Linked DNA regions of Gossypium hirsutum: all the other regions are linked to region 1. A link is a contact called in public Hi-C data. All regions are on one chromosome and are shown on one strand. Each heading gives the region's core, a stretch centred on a gene start, on an enhancer-like site or on the middle of the called end of the contact. The rest is flanking DNA. Distances are from core to core; before and after follow the strand shown.

Region 1 (4,904 bases), core at 1,692-4,191:
TTGCACCACTCAAACTGCTTTTGCATATTTTCTGGAATCTTGTGCATTGGGATGTGTCCAGGTCCTTCATTCATTACCTGAAAAGCGCCAAAAAAAAATCATGCTGAAGTTATAAGATAATCAAAACCATGTAAAGCCAGTAATACGCTTCAAATTGAGCAGTACTTTAGAAACATTTTATGAACAGAATGCTAAAGGAGCACTTCCAAGGTGCATTGAGATACCTGTACGTCCTTTTCCCAAGCCCTACGAGTCAGTTCCCCTTGGGTTAAAAGCTCAGCAAACTGTGCAGTGTCATTGGCATCATATATGGATCCAGGTCTTAGTCCATCCCCGATTGAAAGCGCCACATCATATTGGTTGCAGATATCAAGTATGTCATCCCAATGCTCATAAGCAAAATTCTCCTTATGGTACGCCAGGCACCATTTTGCATGAATAGATCCTCCTCGAGAAACTATTCCTGTCATGCGTTTTGCTGTTAAGGGAATGTACCGCAGCAGTACCCCAGCATGGATTGTGAAGTAATCTACACCCTGCTCAGCTTGCTCAATCAGGGTGTCCCTGAAGACTTCCCAACTAAGATCTTCAGCAATCCCATTGACTTTTTCAAGTGCTTGATAGATTGGCACGGTCCCAACAGGCACAGCAGAGTTACGTAGGATCCATTCACGGGTTTCATGAATGTGGCGCCCAGTTGAGAGATCCATAACAGTATCAGCACCCCACATTGTTGCCCATTGGACCTTGTAAACTTCCTCCTCAATTGAACTTGCAACGGCTGAGTTTCCAATATTTGCATTTACTTTGACCAAAAAGTTTCGTCCAACTATCATTGGTTCCAGCTCTAAGTGCTTTTTGTTGGAAGGAATGATCGCCCTCCCACGGGCAACCTCTGACCTAACAAATTCTGGGTCAAGCTTCTCACGAGTAGCACAGTATAACATTTCCTCAGTAATGATTCCCTGCTTAGCATAGTACATCTGAGTGTATCTAGGTGCACCCAGTTTTTCCCGTCTGTCAACCCAGCCCTTGCGCAATTTAGGGAGTCCTGTTTAAAGATGTCAAGTACAAAACTTAGCATTTAACTTAACCATAAAACTATAAAAATATCAAAAGATCCAATATATGAAAGGAACATAAAATAATCAGAGTGGAGTAAAGACCCAAACAAACAATCAAAGATTTATCAAGAACATATAAGAGGGGAGTTGGCTAAGCAAAACAAAGTGAAGAAAAGCTAATGTCCTTCAAAAAGGAGCAAGAAGCTGAGAGTAAGGTTGAGCATCCTACCAATGCGTGGATTGATGTTTTGAGGACCACTGGTGTCATATGTGTCGAAGTTTGGCACATCTCCAGTCAAATGAACCCTTCGAAAGGGAACCTTGAGTACATGGCCAGATTCTTCATGAATAACTTCCCTGAAAGGTTCATCACGCATAAAAAATATTTTCAAGCAAAAGGGAAAGAAAACAGAACCAACAAATTGCATATATATAACTAAATTAACCTGCATTCTTTTGAGCTCTTTGGGAAACATTCTTCAAATGATGGAAGTGGCATAAAGTCAGGGGAAGCAGGATTTATGGTATGCTTCTTCTGTTTGCTTTTCTCTGAATTGGTTGTTGGAGGATCAAAAGTTAATGTGGCTTTAGGACCTGAGCTCATAGAAGGGCATATTTCCTTCTTACAAGCATTTGAAACACGACCAACCACATCAAAGCCAGGTAAGAAGGTCGTACAAGGAAACCTTGAAGGAGCAGAATGGTTGCCATTCTTGCATACAACTGATGTGAAGCTAGCATGCACCGATGCCATATCTGGATTGTCCAAGCATGTCGTGAGTTATCAATAAATCATAACCACACAATCATCAAATGATTAACTATACATACAACATCGAGAACAAACATAATTGATAAATGCAGCACGTGAAGGTCGAATTTGATTAGAAAAAAAGCAATCATCGTTGCCTACTCTTGAGAATAAAAATAACAAATTTGTACACATTATATATACAAATAAATTAACTAATGGCATAAAAGATAAATCTAGAATGAAAAAGAAAAAATGCCGCGTTAATCAGCATTACCAGCAAGGACAAAAGGTCTATACTCTATAGTCTTTCAAACTTCATAAAGTTTTCATCAGATAAACAGAAGAATTCTAGTCTAGTTTCTAATAAATAATAATCTAAGGGACACCACGATGGACGTAAATGTGATTACATAGTTCTATGCATTTCAGTGAAAACCCTCGATCTACAATATATATGCAATATATATGTCTCCTGGTTCAGTGTGCTGTGTATTCATATAAAATGCTAAAGAAAACGCATAATCTTAGATATTTTGCACAAGTAAACATTTCTTTTCGTATAGATCAAAATTTGAATTTCTTCAGAACTAAAATAGAAAGGCATTCAAAATTAATAAGCACAAAGCATATCCATTAAGATTTAAGAAGACTTCTCATACAAATCCAACCGCTGATCTATAACTTACCATTATCACTTATAAATAATTAACTTACTATAATCGCAGAAAACGTTACCAAAATTAAGAAGAAAAAACAACAGCTTCCTTAGTGGTTCAGTGTATCTGAATAACAGGGCAGTACAAATAAAAAGAAAGAAAGAAAAACACGTAAAATTACAAGCCTATGTTTGAATTAAACCAGCATGCAGTGATCTAGAATAAAAAGAAAATGTGCTGTTTATTTAGATTTAATTTAATTTTCTCACCAGCCAAACAAACAAAAGAAATTTAAAAAAAAAAAAAAAGAGTGAAGAAAGAGGAGGAACCTGGAAGATCTTATCCCTTTTAAGCGTCTCTAAAGTGGAGCGTGAGAGAGCTCTCTAATAAGAACTGAGCACTCGTCGTTCACTGGCTTCTTCCATTTATATAGGTAAAAGAGCGACAGAAACATTTTTTTTCCCTCTCAAAAATAATGAAAAAGCGCATGCTTACGTGGTGCATTTATTAGATATTTTCTATATACATTTTTAGAGTTAATTTCATTATATGTCCTTAAACTATAATTTATATTTTAAATTAGTCCTCAAACTTTAAATCATTCTAATTTAATTTTTTAAAGCATCGACATCGTATCAATTGCTTCCTTCCATCAGCCCAGTTGTCAACATAGACATAAATGTTAACTCAAATTTGACGAGGATCATATTTAAAACAAATATGTCAAATTCTAAATACATCTGTGTTTATCATATAAATAGTTTAGATATAATGTGTTAAAAGGAAAAAAAATATAATTTTCTTAAATTTTAATAATAATATTTTTAACGCATCAAATTTATTGTTAATGCATTTGGTATAGACATGATTAAACTTTGATCCATATGTTTTAAATATTCTTCATATTGAATTCGAGTTGACATTTAACACCCAAATTTGATATTAGACTGATGAAAAAACATAATTGATACAATATTTGATACTTTGAGAATTCAAATAAAACACTTTAGCTACATTTGGTAGGAGTATTATTTTTCTGCATGTTTTAGTATACGAGTGAATAATAAATTAATTCATTTGGCAAGATTTAATCATTCCCGTACCTTATTTTTAGTAAAGAAAAGAAAAAATAATTTATTTATTTTGAAGAGGTCTATTTTTTACGAAAAATTTTACTAATTTTTTTATTTTTAAATTTAAAACTGTACTAACTATTTTTTTATTTTATGTCTATAATATGAATATTATAAATAAGATTTTCCTCAAATTAAACCAAACATTTAAAATTGGAATGTTTGTAAAAGACCTCAATCCCTACTCGTACTATTTTACGTTAATCTTGAATTAATTATTTTATTGTTGAAATCAAGGATAGGGAATTAAAGGATGACATTGGGCCACCTGCTTGGTAAACAGGTCAAGTGGACTTCTTTGTTTGTTTCCCGAGAATGCGGACGAAAGAACGAAACTGTGATCTGAAAGCAACATTGATATTTTTGAGGGCCAAAATATCAAACCTCAACCTACTCACCACCCTTCATTCTTCTCAACTCCTCATGTTCTAGGGCCAGCTTCGCCTATTGCTAAGATATGTTTGTGAAAAGTTCAATTTAAAAAGGACGGTTTTAATTTAAAGTTAAACTTTCAAATGAAAAATTAAAATGTCTAATGTTAAAAATTAAAAAATTAAATTAAATTAGATATCATAAAATATATTTTTAAATAATTAATAAATTATTTGTAAATTTAATTAGACATGAAATATTTTAAAATTTTAAATATAATAATAAATCATATTTAATTAATTTAATATGATGATACATGAAATATAAATTAATCCAAAATTTTATATACATTTTAAATAGTTAATAAAAAACAAGATATTTTGATAATTTATACTTTAAAATGCAAAAGTCAAAAATACCATAACCCCACCCTTAATTAGATGATGGCTTTTGCTTTCAGTTGGTAAAACTTCTAATTTAGGCTCAGTTTTAAAATGCGTTAAAAAGATTCAATTAACTGAAAAGTAATATTTTCAATATCTTAAATTTTAACTCAGAATGCAAATAATTAGACAGACTTAAATTCAATAAATTCAATTGTTTTATTATTTCATTTAAGATCATATTATCTTTTATTAAACAATTTAAGTATATTAAATATTTAATTTTAACATATTTTATAAAACTTTTCAATTATCAAACATAGACTTATACCCCCTAATGCTTTCCTATGTAAAAATCTAAAATAAATCAATTAAGAACATTTGGATAAACATAAATAGATTTTTAATTTTGATTCACACCGATTTAACCTGATTTAACACTAAAAGGCAACAAACCAAAACAATCGTAACTCAAAATGGTCCGAACAATTAACCCAAAAGAACCAACATGAACTAAAATAACCCAAACTAGAAAGAATCAA
Region 2 (4,904 bases), core at 1,785-4,284, 210 kb before region 1:
AGCTTCCAATTCAGCTTTTCGACTGAAACTGCTCCACACAGTCCCAATATGGCAACAACTACACAACTTATCAGATTCTGCAGTGCAATACAGGAAAAAGAATGAACTTCCACCCTCACAAATTTTTAACAGTTCGCATAAAATGAGGCATTGAAAGGTGGTCACAGATAGGACTAATGTTCAAAGATGCTAAGAATTCTGCATGCTTTTCAGTTTCATTTTAAAGACATAATACAGCTGAGAGAAACTTGCTTATGATACTCATGACAAGACATTTTGCTTACTTCAAATGCTATAAAGCTATTGAGGTGTAGTTACATACCTGATAAAACATCAATGATATTCCTGCATTAAAATTATAACTTGAGAGAACAACTTTATTCAGTAATATCATGCTGCACGAAGAAATGCAGTATGCTGTTCCGGATATAAGAGGTCCAGATCTTCTTCCAATTACATGTGCATGTTTTTCACTCCGATCAAATGGAAGATTGAAACTGTCACCAATTGCTGCTTTATTCCCTTTAAATAACCTGATGAAAGAGCGATATATACATCAAATTGACCCGACAAAACTCACTTTTAAAGTGGAAAATTTGATCATATAGTTCTGTATGATCATATTACTTTATACAACATGAATGCAAACAAATTAGTTAGTAGTTTAGTACTGTATATACATTAGGAGAAATCCAGAAACTCAAAATTTTAAATATGGAAAAAGCAACAACTTGATCTCCGATCAAAATTCTTTGTCAAGCAGAGGTAATCGAAGTTTAAAATATTCAAAGACAATAGGACAAGGAGTATATCAACTGTGATCATTGGCTCATCTCATTGTTGTGCAATTCATAACCAGCCAATTTCTTGTCTTTCAAGCTTGGACATGTAGTGTATATAAATTAGATTCGTATTGAAATCAAATTCATAAAACAAACATACATTACAACGAAGCACACATAAAAAGATAGAACTCATAGAGATGAATGAAAAATAAACCGTTAGAAGTCGAAACTTGTTGGTAAATCTACCTATCAGTCAGTGTTCCATTCTCAACATTTGGGGTGATACTGCCAAGTGACCTCTGCCCTTGCTTATGGATGCCATTTAGGATCTCATATACTCTATTAACCTTTTCATCTGAAGTCGCTTTCTCATTCCAAGAGCTTAATTCTGATTCCTCAGAATCACGGCAAACAACCTCATCTAATTTGATACTCGACATGTCACTGACCTGCATATGAGAAAAAAGAAACATGAGATTTGGAACTATCAGCTCCAAATTGCCATTGCCAAAACTTCAAATGAGAACTTGCCAAGGAAGTGAGAATTCTAATTTCTAAAGCATGAAAACAAGCTAGTAGACAACTTCAATGAAGCAATAATGCCACGTAGAAGCTTTCGAAGCAAATTATATTGTTATCTCTATCCATATTCAGATTCATAAGTAGTGAATTTGAGAAACAAGAAGTTGCCCTGCTTTTGTCACTCTAATTTTGACCATCCCAAAAAAAGAAAAAAATTTACCACTAAGGGAAATTTAAAGCAATATAGTCAATTCAATTGAAAACCCTTGTCAGCAATGCCAAGATTTTATCAAACATTTGGCAAACATAAAAACAAAATTCAAAAAATTTAAACATAACCCAAGAATTTGAAGAAGTTACCAATTTGATTGGTTCCCTTCAAGCTTCAAATTCAGTAACCTCCCACCCTGAAAGGTTATAGAGGGGGAAAAATGAAAGGATGAGAGTCCAATCAAAGGCGTTGGAAATGAAAGAGGAAACTGAACCGACAGAGGCAAAGGAACATGCAAAAGACGTGAAAACTGAATGTGAAAAACTCTTTTGAAATGGCACGCAAAGGGGAAGAAAAATGAGAGATCCAAAAGTATGGAGAAAGACAAGTTTGAAGTATAAAACTTTAAATGCGTAGTGGAATGAGCGTGAAAAAAGCGAAATGGAGAGCGAGATTCCAGGCAAGTAAGGGAATTTGAATAATGGATCTTGGAGCAACTCCCGAGGTTGCCACAAAGTCACATGTTGTCTGAATTTCGCCATTGTAAACTGAACAAGCAACTCAGTCCTCCTTTTTCCGATTATGGATTTATTTGTATTTTAATTCAAGGGTTGAAGGGTGACAGGCACATGGATTCCCCTCTTTTGATGAGTTTCCAGCGGAATATATGCCTTTCTTTTTGGTACGAAAATGGAGGACTCTAAAGCCCATCAACAAACTAATTTGAGCTTTAATGCTTCATCTTTTTGCCCCGAAGAAAAAAAGCCCTAAACTTGGAGTAGCGATGTTATAGCATTGGACGCCCAAAGTGATGAGATTCATTCATAAAAAAACAAGTTACCAACCAATACAAAGCCCATGAGTTGAGCCCAACTAAACAAATAGGTTCTCAAAGAACCTTAGTAGAACGCTTCTGTCATGCATGGGGAAGAGAGGAAAAATGCTCCGAGAAACAAAGGTTACTGTAATTGGGCATGCCTCTAGTGGAAGCAATGCCACTGTGAAACCTTAAAAAAGACGTTGACAACCACCACAGGATCGACAAGGACACCAAATGGAGGAGAAGCCAAAGCCAAGCACTGGCAACACAACCACCACAAGCAGATCTTGTGCAATGACACCGTGACAGCTGGTCATAATCGATGAGACTTCAAAAAAGTGCCAAAGAAGAAGCAAAGTTTGTCAAAGGCAAGGCCTTACCAAAGACAAGAGGGATAAACAACCAAACATGGGAGAACCTATGGAGCAAATAGACAACAACCTCTCACCAACGATCACAAACCGTTAGAAAGGAGGCTAGATCTTGAAATCATTATGCTGAATGACATAAATAAAAAAAAAGAAAAAAATTGAAATAAAAATGTGAGTGGTGCCAAACCCGGAGGTTGAGTGGTTGCTCATAGGAAGCTAAAAAACCAAAGAAAACTTAGGAGTGAAGGACCTCATAAAGAGAGGGGAGAAGAAAAATTTAGAGATAAGTGTAATGTTATAAAAGATTTTTATTTTTGTGTAGTTTTTTTTTACAAGAAATATTGATTTGATTTAGTTTTTTAACAAAAAAGAAATCTGTTTCCATTAATTAAAGGCAAGGAAAGATGGTGTCGGTTTAATGCACCAACCCACTAAACCATAAGACAAATAAAGAACCCTCAGGCCCCTCAATACATTGTCCAAGATTTGAAAAGGCAACCAACAGATAAGGAAAGGTTACCATCTGAAAAAAAAAAAACACAAAACTCTTTCCTTGCTTTCCTCCTAAACCGATGAAAACCAGTCAAAAACCTCTCTCCAATCCAAGTTTTAAAATTCTAGTGTGTGAACAAACCGTTGATATCAAAAGAGAGAGAAGTGCTTTAGGAACCAGTTGGAGGTAAAAGATTAGAAAATCTCCAAATTCCAAAGCAGTCAGGTGCAGATTAATTCTGATGAAACCATTGTTGCAAGTCTCTTTTGGCTGCCCGTTCCACCATAAATGACGCTTTCTCTATCCAGTACGGCTAGATCGAGAATCGACAACCTTCTCCAGCCAGTGCGTGAGCAATGATGTTGGCTTGTCTTCCAGCAAAACAAAAGGTGACTTTTGCAAATATCCCCAATTTTGCCTTAATATCTTGAACAATCGGGCTAATGATAGACTTGTCTAATGTAGGAGAATTCAATTTCCCAGTGACAGTAAGTGAATTGCCCTCCATCTGTACTGATCAAAATCCTAACTCAGCCGCAAAGATGATGGCCTACTCATACGCCCGTGCTTCGGCAATGAAGGCATCAGTAACACCATGGTGGGGGTAAGTACATGCAACCATAATAAGACCTGAAGAATTTATAGCCAGTACTCTTGAGATAGAAGTTTTTGTATTAGGGCTAAAAGATGCATCAAAATTAAGTTTAATACTGTCAGAACCTGGTGGTACACATTTCTCCTGTTTAGGTAAAAAAACTGATGGATTTAGTTCACCCAGAGCCTCTAGCTCTACTAGGTGTGCCTTAATAAACACTGTCAAACCCTGCACTAATTATCTAACACCTTCATGAGCAAGCTTATTTCATGCATGCCAAACCAAATTGCCCAGTAAGATATCACCAATAACTTCTCTAATCTTGTGTTAGGTTGCATGAAAACCTCTGCTAACCATGTTTTATAATCTGAATTATGTGAGGTAAGGATAGTCGTAACATTCAATGAGTCTAGAACTTTCTTGGAAACAGAGCAATGTCGTAACAAATGGTCAATAGATTCTTCAGCTGAATTGCACAAGGGACAGACATTTTTAACTTGTAGTTTTCTGCGTTGTAAATTATCAAAAGTTGGTTGATAATTTTTTGCGAATCTCTATACTTCAATCTTGATTTTTGTTCAGAGCTGTAGTGCCCACAAATTAATGTAGAATGTTGTAACTAAATTAGGCATGGCTGTAGAACGTAGACCCTTGTTTTGTAACTCTTCGTCTAGCAGAAGCCTGTAACCACTCTTAGAAGAATATTCACCAAAACCTTCATGTCTCCACACCAATTTGTCTATTGGCTTTGATTGGGCAAGTGGAGTACATAGGATTCTCTCTACATGGTCTTCATAAAAAAAGAGTCTCACTCTTTCTTCTACCCAGGTATTGGAATTATGATTAATTAATTTTGATACTTTTGTGTACCTGATATCTATGTTCTGAACCTGTATTCTTTCATTTCCAGGTCCAGGGATTCAAGAATCATTCCAGATATTTATATTCTCACTTATGCCAATTCTCCAACCGACTCCCTTTTTGATTAAACCCCGAGCACTCAAAATACTTCTCTAGGTAAATGATGGGTAAGCACTTAACTGAACATTCATAAATTCTAAATCCAGGTAATACCTGACTTTCATTACTTGTGCCAACAAACTCAAT
Region 3 (4,904 bases), core at 1,050-3,549, 150 kb before region 1:
AACCTCTTTTCAACTGGTGAGAAAATACTGGACTGACTCAGATATTTAGATGTTTAGCATGAGTTAGCTCAAGCCTCAATGTGCTCGAGCTAATTCAAAGAGTCAATTAATTGAATGAGGAACAAAGATGAAAAGCATGAATTGGTTATGGAGGAGAGGTCTAAATACCCATTTTTGGACTTGAGCTACTGGCCATTTTCGTATTGCCAAGAATGGAGCCGAAAATTTTAAATTCCAACACTGTTAATAGGCATAGCTCTCAAAATTGCAAAGCTGGTAGATTTCTTACTGGCGGAAGAATTTATTTGTATAGCAAACAGACCACACACTGTAATTTCTCTAAATGTTATATTCAATCCTAACAAATCAAATTTTCATTGTAACAAATCTACTTGTCCAATAGATTGTACTTTGTGATTTGTTATTACATAAGCATATGAAAATATATATCAACTGATATGAAAATGTAACATAACAAAGATATAAACCACCAAAACCCCACTTGAACAAAGTATAAAATTTAGTAACACAAATGAGCCCCCGTCATCTATGGAAGTTTGCGCGGCTGCAAGTAAACACGAAGGCCTTGCTTCATGAACAGAGTGAGAGACATCTTCTGCTCTACCCTGTGTCCAGGTACCAGCGAAAGCCGGTAACGGAGTAGAACCGCGGAGGCCACGGACTTCATTTGTAGGTAAGCCAAGTCTTTCCCCAAGCAAGTCCGTGGTCCTGCATTGAATGCTACAAATTTGTAACCATCCTTTGGTGTGTTGAATTTGTCACCTTCTGGTGATATCCACCTTTCAGGCCTGAACTCCATGCAATCTTCTCCCCATATAGTCTTCATTCTTCCAACTGAATATATTGAATATGTCACAGTTGAGCCGGCAGGCACGAACGTGCCATCCGGTAAGACATCATCTTCAACAACATACTTGAAGTCCTCTGGAACTGAGGGGTATAAACGCAGTGTTTCAGCTAGTGCTGCTTTCAGATATATCAATTTGTCTGCTTCATCGAACACCAGAGGCTCTTTAAGCCATTTCTTGCAATCTTCACCACGTGACTCCTGGAGAACTGTTGATATTTCGTCGATGATCTTTTGCTCAATCTCCAGATGGTTCATGACGAGCCAGAAGAACCAGCTGAGGGCCACGGAAGAGGTGTCCCTACCGGCCAGGACGAAGTTTAGAGCAATGTGTTGGAGAACATCACTTGTACAGAGGTTGCCCTCAGCATCTCTCTTCTTCATAAAACGGGACAGTAGATCATCTGATGGAGCTTCCTTTCTTGCTTCAACGGCATCGTTCATGTAGTTCTCGACAATTTGGAGGCTACGCTTCAATCTTTTCTCCACTCCAATCCCCAAAATCTTCTCCAATCTCCATAGAAGACCAGGGTATAAAAACCTATAGAGAGTTGCTTCTGTGGCTGTATCGAAAGCAACAGCAAATGAGTTCTCAGGTAACTCAGGAGAGAGTGTTTTGGGGTCCTTACCAAAGGTAAGGCCACAAATATTGTCAAACGTTAACCGAAGCAACAAGTCCTGCAAGTCCACTGATTTCTTCTCAATGGATGCTCTATCCAAAATATGCCATAACCGATCCTTGATGGTCCGGTTCACCCAACGAGCCATGGCTTGCCTGAGCGTCCGGGTTGTGAACTCAAGAGCTGCTGTTTTCCTTTGTATGAGCCATGTCTCTCCATCACTATTGAAGATCCCTTGCCCCAAAAGATCATGAAATGCAGCTTGCCAATTGGGCCCTTTTGGGTAGTTATCGAACCTTGTCTTGAGGATATGCTCAATGTTTTTAGGGTGACAAGTGACAGTATAGAGCCCTTGCTTCCAAGCCAAGAAAGGAAGAGCAATAGTACATGTTTGATACGTGGCTAAGCCACCAGTTGCTCGAAGGTTACTAGCCATCCAATCATGGATCCGCCTCCGGTTCTCGAAAAGAGATGGTAGGCTACCGACTAGAGGCCACACTCTCGGACCGGTTAACCTCCTGGCTAGGATATGGAACCAAAGTGCATAAGCAAATATTGCAGCAGCTAAGCTGAAGACAAATGGAAGGGTTTCCATACTGCTATTAACAGTATTGGAAGTAGACACAGTTGAAGTTGAGATTGTTTTATGAGAGGGATGAATAAAAATGAAGTTATTTTTAAAGTGATGAAACTAGAAAGGTGTAGGAAGAGTTGTTGGGAAATGTTCGTTCATGGCAATATTTATTGTTTCGGTTGATAGGAATTTATTTATGCCACAGAATTTACACGAAAACCATGCAATGACTTACATTTGCTAGCTATTATTCTATTGATTTATCTACCCTCATTGGCTAAATTTTTTTCCTTCTCATTTTAAACTTTTTTTTTGTTTGTTTCTATAAGGAAAGGGGAAATGGGTTATCTAGAAATGAAGCACAGTACTTGTTGTCAACCAAATTTTATTTTAATAACAAGTTTTCTTGTCATGGCACCACAGTGACGGTGCATAATAGAGATTTAGGGATCATGATCCCCTAAAATAATAAATTTTAATTTAGATTCTTTATAATTTATAAAATTTTAAATTAATAATAAAATTGTGCTTTACCCTCCCCTAAAATGATAAAATTTGATTTAATCTTTTAAAACTCATAAAAATATAGGCTATTAAAATGATAAAATTGTATTTTTTACGAAATATACAATTTAATTTCAGTCCAAAAAAAAAATTTCAGACTCCATCATTAAGTACAAACTCGGTTAACCATGACAATGATATAAATGGTTTTAAATATTTTACCCAATGAAATCAAGGTAAAACATTAGTCATGGTAATCGGAGTAGGAATGAATATTTTCATACTTAGGGAGGGAAGGCCTTGCTAATCTCCTAAGGTCACCCTATTACACACTCTAATTTAGCTTGTAAGTGAAGCTGATCCTCATCCAAAGAAAATGAGAAAGAAGAAGTGGTTAGAGACAGTTTACCTGCATTGACAAAACATAAAATGGGTTTTTTCTTCTACTGCAATGCCCCATATCATCATCTTCTTGGGGGTGGGGGGATGCTCTTGTTTTGTTTGGGGTCCTTTTACTATATATTCTCGTACATAAGAGATTTAGAGGTGATTATGGGTCAGGTTAGGTTTGGACCAGGCCTCAATAGAATTTTAGGCTCGTTTTTAGGTCTAGTTTGGTCCAAAAAATGAGCCTAAAATTTACTTAAACTAGACCTAAATAAAAATGTTAAAATTTGAGTCCGGCCTGACCCACACGTGTTAAATTTTTTATATTATTATTTTACATTAAAAACAAGTTTAAAAAAATAATACATCAAATACACTAAAAACGTTAAAATAAAAATTTTCCTATTTAAATAACATTAAGATAGGTGCAACTTAATAAGCAAATACCTCTAAATAATAACAAAATTAACAATAAAAAAAAGAGTTATATAATATCCAAACAATAAAAATAAAATAGTAACAATATAATAGCGAATGACACCAATATAGTGACAAAACAGTAGCAAAAGTAGTGAAAACAACAACAACAAGCAAGAGATTTTATTTTATTTTATTTTTTTACAAATTCATGTCGGGCTGAATTTAGACCAAAAAAGTTACGTGAGGCCTAGTCCGTTTAGAAAATGTGACTCATTATTTTATTTCAACCCATTTTTCGGCCTTCAGACCTGACTGGTTGGCTCGGGCATGATCAATTCCTAGAGATATTTAAAGCTCTCAATATGTTGATCAAGATCAAAGAACTTAAGCAACTGCTTCAATTAAATAATCAATGGAGCAATCTGTTTATTTATTATTATTATTTTAGGATTCAAAATTTTATTACTATTAAATTTTATCCTTATTCTATTAAATTTATATTAACTCCATTTAATATTACTATTTAATTTAATTAAATAATTAATATATCATTTAAATTATTAAATTATATTTTCTAATTAATTTGAATATTTAAATAGTAAAAAATATTAATTTAATTGGAATTTTTAATTGTGTAATAGCTTGTTTTTGTTGGACGCATGGGTCAAACAAAACAGAGCATTTTTCTCTCTAAGAAGAACCAATAAAAAAAATTTCAGTAATTTTATTTCGTCTGATAATTTATTGTAGAACTTTATATACTTAATGCAAAGTAACATTATTAAAAATAATAACTAATTTTCATAATTAACTCTAAATTTAATAAAATGATAATTAAGATGCTTAAAATTTTATTCAAATAATAACTCTATTTTACATAATTAAAATTAGCACAACTTTTGTCTATGCCAACTTTTTAAACTAATAATGGTAAATTATAACCACAACATTTTTCCCTACATTTTATACTTAGAGTTCTATTCAAGTAATAACTCTATTTTAAAATTAACTTGCAGTGACCAATTTTCTAGTTGAAATAATCAACTTAATAAATTATTAATAAATTATAGAAATTTTGATTTAGAGAAAACAAGAGGTTTTATAAAAAACGAAGACTTTAAATTAAAAAAAAATCGTCATCGAACTTTTTTTTAGCTAAGTGTGATTGGATACTAGTAAAATCATCTTTAGGAAAAAAAATTAAAGTTCTTTAAAAAAAACAATTATGAATCTACGTTAAAGTCCAAAGAGAATTTTGGTTCGGGAGTCGGTTACGCACAAGGAAGGTTTAGCACTCTCACAACGCCAAAATTGGTACCTTATTAAGCATGTGTTATGTAACTCCCCAAACCCGACCTGATTCACTAGGTTCGGATTCGAGTGTTACCACACAAAACTCAAACACTAACAAAAATAATTTACAAATTGCCTATTTCTTTAAAGCATGTAATGTGACATTTTAATTAAATGCTTATTACAACAAAACAATGGATGTGTTTAAAATATATTTAATTACAACAAACTCGAATCA

The links. A called contact is a pair of places that touch in the nucleus more often than the background predicts.
Region 2: a Hi-C map of leaf shows a contact between it and region 1, with 2.1 times the contacts expected there. The contact joins the promoter of LOC107928739 here to the promoter of LOC121202937 in region 1. A contact is called at or near these places in 2 of 34 Hi-C or Micro-C datasets (callus and leaf).
Region 3: a contact with region 1 is called in a Hi-C map of leaf, with 2.3 times the contacts expected there. The contact joins the promoter of LOC107928745 here to the promoter of LOC121202937 in region 1. A contact is called at or near these places in 4 of 34 Hi-C or Micro-C datasets (callus and leaf).

What each region holds. Positions count from the first base shown.
Region 1 is chrD03:45,387,989-45,392,892 of Gossypium_hirsutum_v2.1, forward strand. LOC121202937 (phosphomethylpyrimidine synthase, chloroplastic) reads right to left here and starts at 2,942. Exons shown (of 7, transcript XR_001697963.2): 1 at 2,804-2,942; 2 at 1,511-1,820; 3 at 1,294-1,421; 4 at 225-1,051; 5 at 1-77.
Region 2 is chrD03:45,180,549-45,185,452 of Gossypium_hirsutum_v2.1, forward strand. LOC107928739 (GDP-mannose transporter GONST2) reads right to left here and starts at 3,035. Exons shown (of 10, transcript XM_016859995.2): 1 at 1,668-3,035; 2 at 1,032-1,234; 3 at 323-533; 4 at 1-77. The coding sequence starts at 1,225.
Region 3 is chrD03:45,234,443-45,239,346 of Gossypium_hirsutum_v2.1, forward strand. LOC107928745 (cytochrome P450 86A1) reads right to left here and starts at 2,300. Exons shown (of 1, transcript XM_016860000.2): 1 at 372-2,300. The coding sequence starts at 2,083. The coding sequence ends at 548. It overlaps LOC107928744 (sodium-dependent phosphate transport protein 1, chloroplastic), which reads left to right. Exons shown (of 10, transcript XM_016859999.2): 10 at 1-387. The coding sequence ends at 36.